Regions from separate parts of the Triticum aestivum genome. Here region 1 is linked to region 2. Evidence: chromatin contacts called from public Hi-C data. All regions are on one chromosome and are shown on one strand. Each heading gives the region's core, a stretch centred on a gene start, on an enhancer-like site or on the middle of the called end of the contact. The rest is flanking DNA. Distances are from core to core; before and after follow the strand shown.

The links. Hi-C and Micro-C count contacts between places; a contact is called where the count stands out from the background.
Region 1: a contact with region 2 is called in a Hi-C map of leaf, with 5 times the contacts expected there. The contact joins the promoter of LOC123165982 here to the enhancer-like site in region 2. A contact is called at or near these places in 3 of 5 Hi-C or Micro-C datasets (leaf and an unstated tissue).

The regions. Positions count from the first base shown.
Region 1 is chr7D:462,289,596-462,292,295 of IWGSC CS RefSeq v2.1, forward strand. LOC123165982 reads right to left here and starts at 1,316. Exons shown (of 3, transcript XM_044583745.1): 1 at 1,007-1,316. The coding sequence starts at 1,170.
Region 2 is chr7D:461,946,347-461,949,046 of IWGSC CS RefSeq v2.1, forward strand. No RefSeq gene overlaps it. Among protein-coding and RNA genes, the nearest start is that of LOC123169307, 14 kb to the right of the region's middle. Within about 2 kb of position 1,340, at least 1 of the 8 cell types and tissues checked has an H3K27ac peak or open chromatin away from gene starts, as enhancers often do.

The DNA of each region.
Region 1 (2,700 bases), core at 66-2,565, 340 kb after region 2:
TATGAATGCGAAAGAAGGCAATGAACTCGGTGTAGTTAGTTCCATCAAAAATCAACGGGCAGCAAGGGATGACGACATACCCCGACGACGAAGACATACTATCTTCTATTTTTACAGCTAACCCAGATCAACCACGTAGGAAACAGGCAGCGGAGCGGATCAGACCAGGAGAGCAGCACCACGTAGCAGGTAACAGCACCACGTAGCAGCAGGTAGTAGTGGACAGCAGAGAGCACCACGTAGCAGCTAGCAACACAACGTAGCAGCAGCTAGGGAACACCAGCAGGTAGCAGCCAGCAGCAGCGGTCCTTGGTGACAGCAGATTGAGGGGAGCAGCGGCGGGAGTCCTCGCGGGCATGGGCGGACACAGGCGGAGGTTGTTGGATGGAGGCAGGTTGATCTGGAGTCCCGGCCTGATATGGATCGAGGGACTTGCGGCAGCCGTCACGGGCGGCGGACACGGAATCAGCACGCGAACATGCGGCAGAGATAAGCAGCGACAATCAGGCGATAGAAGAAGCAGCGACCGCGCGAGATTGGATCGGGAAGCACGAGTTGCGCGTGTTAAAGAAAATAACCTAGGCTCTAATACCATGTTAGAAAAGAGACTTATCTTTATTGAAGACCCAAGAGGCATATATATATTACACATGACTTGAGGTGTAAGGAAACTAAACATAGACTAATAAGGACTCTAGACCAATATTAATACTCCTTAACATATGTATACAGTATACTGTGGTTCAACCTATAGTAAATGAAGTTCATGAAAGGAACTTTTGTTTTGTCTTCTAATTTCCATCCCTACACGGCTACACCTAATTAAAAATGTAGAGCAATAGTCCTATTCTACAAGTACTTTAAGCCCGACTATATGAAGTAATCTACACCCTGGAGATGTTAAACTTGCATAGTGGTATATCAAACCGAATTGTTAGACCTAAAAGTTGGAATGCGTGTGCATCGGTATCGCATCGTTCCTTACACAAATCAAAGAACAGCTTACCTCGGCCAAGGAGGGGCGGGGGATGCGGTGGAAGGATTCCGACTGCCACCGAGTGCCTCGGCGCGGCGGACGGACGCGCGCGTGGCCCTTGCCCCGTCTCGTTGGTGGCAGGTGGGGGGCGCCGGCGGGGGTTTGGTGGTTCTCCTACGACGAGCGAAATCCATGTTGTCCGGCGGCGGTGCGGAGGTTGGGGGCCCCTTTTTTTTTTCAGAAACGGTGGGGGGCTCTCGGATGCCGGGGCGGCGGCGGAGGCCGCGTGGTTGGCTCTGCAGCAGATCTGGCAATCCGGACCGAAAACCTGGGCCAGCCCCGTAGCATGCGTGCCCAGTACATAACGGGCCTGCCTGGCATGGGACTAAAACGGGTCGTGCCTGGCCCGTCGCACGCCGTGCGATGTGCTTGTCAGCACCAGCAACTAGTTAACGAGCTCATCCTATGGGATATGCAAAAATTCATGTGGACGCAGGAGTCAGGTTCGAGCGGGGAAGCTCTGCTGCTGCTATCTGTAGGGATGACCAAGGATTCTATCTTGGAAGCTCTGCACTCGTCACTTATGGTATATGCGATCCTACTGTGTTGGAGGCCTTAGCCTTGGCGGAGGACCTCAACCTGCAACAGTTCATCATTGCCTCAGACTGCAAACAAGTTGTCTCAGACATTCAAAAGGGGACCAGAGGCCGATATGGTACTATCATCAGCGAAATAAAACTCAGTGCTACTACGTTTAATTGCAATTTTGTTTGGGAGGGTCGTGCCGTAAACTATGAGGCACATAGATTAGCTAAATTTGCTCTTTCGCAGGGTCCGGGACACCATATGTGGCTTGAAAACCCTCATGACCCTTCATGTATCCCACTTCATGTGGATTATGGTGATGAATAAACTGTTTTTCACCCCTCAAAAAAAAAAGTTAACGAGCGCATCTTCGGGAGCATCGCAATGATCAGCATCACCTGGCGCGCTCTCAGCCATTCGCCACGTGTCGCGCTCTGGACGCTTTCTTCGGATTTTATTTTTTTTATTTTTTTCCGCACGCGTTTTCGGCTTTTTAAACGGTTTTTTTTTTCGATGTTTTGATTTTCCCCGGTCTTTCTTAGCTTTTCGACTAAAAAAAATTTCAAAAAAAAAAACTTTTTGCGCGAAAAAAACGCGTTTATTTTTTTTTCTTTCACGAAAGTCACGGTTTTTCTTCCGCGAGAGGCACGGTTGTGCTTTAGCGAGAGTCACGGTCGTGCCTTTCGGAAACGGAAAGAAAACAAGTTTTCTGTTTTTTTCCTTTCGCGAGAGTCGCGGTTTTGCTTCCGCGAGAGGCACGGTTGTGCTTTCGCGAGAGTCACGGTTTTGCTTCCGGGAGAGGCACGGTTTTGCTTCCGCGAGAGGCACAGTTATGCTTTCGCGAGAGTCACGGACGTGCCTCTCGGAAAGGAAAAAACAAAACACGTTTTCTGTTTTTTTTCTTTCGTGAGAGTCACGGTTTTGCTTCTGCGGGAGGCACGGTTGTGCTTTCGCGAGAGTCACGGCCGTCCCTCTCGGAAACCCAAAAAAATACGCGTTTTCTGTTTTTTTCTTTCGCGAGAGTCATGGTTTTGCTTTCGCGAGAGGCATGGTTGTGCTTTCGCGAGAGTCACGGCTGTGCCTCCCGAAAACAAAAAAAACACGTTTTCTGTTTTTTTTTCCTTTCACGAGAGCCACGG
Region 2 (2,700 bases), core at 90-2,589:
TTGCCAGTGGGCCGGCCAAGTATCTTCGAGATGTGTGTTTTTCTTTCGTTTTGTTCGGTTTCTATTGTTCATTTGTTTATTATTTTTTGCTTTTCTTTATATTTCGAAATATTCTAAATAAATATTCTTCAAAATATATTTATTTCAATTTTTGAAAGCGTTCATCACACATTAAAAAAGTCATGCAATGTAGAAAAATTGTTCATGCAATTTTTAAAGAGTTCACGCATTTCAAAAATTTGTTCTTGACATTAAAAAATGTCCATGAAGTTTTTTTAACCTCTCAACGCTCCCTTTTGTTAGCTACTCCCTCCGTTCTTAAATATAAGACCTTTTAGATATTCCACTATAGATAGATTACGTAGGGAGTAGTAATCAAAACAGAGTCACTTACAAGCAAGGGAGTGATGGCATCTGGTGCCTCATCGAACCAAGAATTTGGGGGAGAAAAATTACAAAGTCTAGCTAGGTCATCAACAACAACATTTGCTTCTCTGTGAATGTGTTCATGCCGAACATGAGTGAAGTCCCTAGCCATATGGAAGCAATCATCTCGGATGGCGGCCGATGATCCTGACGTATTGTCTCCGTCTTGCATTGCTAAGATTACATCAATGTTGTCGGAGTTGATGATTAACTTAGTGCAGCCCAAAGATGTTGCCAAGTTTAAACCAAACCGAAGAGCCAGCGCTTCTACCATGAAGACATCTATGCAAACACCAACAACATTGTTACTTTCCCCGGAAAAACAACAACAACATTGTTACTTGCTGCTAAGAATTTTCCAGCACTGTCATGCAAAACAGAAAATGCCGATGCAGTTTGTACAAATATTCTGTACCACTAAAAAATGTTCGTGGCATTTAAAAAATGTTCATGACATTAAATTTTCTATAAAAATGTTTATACAATGTGAAAGAAATATTTGCGTAATTTTAGACAAATATTTAGTATCATTCAAAAACATTTCGTGACATTTTTAAAAGTTTAAATAATGTAATAAAAATGTTCAGCGTGTACCAAAAAATGTTCAACGCATATAAAAAATGCAACATGTATTTGAAATAATTAAAAAGGACAAAAAATTAAAAAGTATAGGGAAAAAAGTAAAAGAAAAACCATAAAGGAAAACATAGAAAAAGGAAAGAAACCGCATGAAACCTTCTCAGAACCGATGAAGGTTCCACAAACCGGTGCACAAAACCTTTCCAAAACCACTTCACTGGGTTGGCCTATTAAAAGGACACAAAGCGAGCGCCAAAGGCAAGACAGAGCTAGATCTCACAATAAGCGAGACATAGCTCCCGGTGTGCTATGCACTCGCAGCACCCATGACAATTATGGCCTAGTATTTGGGTTGGGCCTATTTAAGATCGTCACTGAGATGGGGCATGGGCCTGGATGGTATGAGTATGGGTAAGCATAACTCTTTTTTCTGTGATAATGTGTAAGCCTATATAACTGATGCCATGTGTTGAACCCAATAATTTTCCGACATAGGATATAATATCATTATACATTAACTAGTAGCTCTAAATGTAGTAATTTGCTGAAAATCCATATCTATAAGTTTTTATATAAAAACTCAAGGGTATTAAAAAATATGTTGATAAATATACATTTAAAATTTGGTTAAAACATAAAGTAATATCCATGTTGAGGAAATATAATCAATTGTCGGAGCTATAGTAAATTGCACTAAGCTAATGTAAACAAGATTTTTACATCACATCCATAGTTAAAAAACTGTATAGGACTGGCAGCCGAACCGGAAAATGCTGGGATAAACAATGTTGACGGCTTCTTAAGGTGTGTAGACTGTGCTGCCATCAGACAAAAAGAATTGGCAAGAAAAACTATTTGACCTTTGTTTACTACTATATTAGTATAAATGTATGTTTGTAGCCTAAAAAACTAGATGTGAACAAGTGACGGTGGTTGGACCGACAAAAACCTAAACCGAGAACCTCATCAGTTTGGTCACCACTTTTTTAAACTATGGCCAGAGTAAGTACATAGAGGAAATGATTGCATTCTTTTACCAGTATTCACTTGTGCACTTCTGTTTTCGCAGTCTACATCTATGACCTTTTGCCTTCACAATTTTGAAAAAAATGAAAAATGATTTTGTTTGCTAAGCTATAAATATTATGATCAAAAGATAGTAGCACCCCACGAGCGAATAAAGAAACTAGGGTTTCCATGCCTCCTGCTGGTAATGATCTGCCTCGTCTTCTGTGGCCTTAGGGCCATGGAGGCACAGTGGACCCCTACCCTTCTCGGTGGGAGGACTCCTGCTTCGCTTTAGGTGTGTTTTTTAGTTTTTTAGGTTTTATCTTGCTTTTGAGTTTGTTTAGGGTTTTGCCTTGCTTAGGAAGGTGAGGAGGTGGCGGCTCCCTGAAGATGAAATAAGGTTCTCTCCGCCTAGCCACCGCCCCAGGGTACATCTAGCGTCGTCCGAGGGCGTGTGGAGGTCTATCCCCGATGGATCTAGCGGGATTTAGTTAGTGTTTGTCTTTGGTGGATTTGTATGAATCTGGTATTCATTTATTTGCGTTCGTGTGTCTACAAGTTCGATGCTTGTGATCTACACTTCTCTCCATCAACGACGATTGTTGTTCTGGTGCGTTGGTCCTTTGGTGCGTTAGCACGGCGACATCCCTACTATCTACTACAACAAGGTTTTCCCCTGCTCCGGTG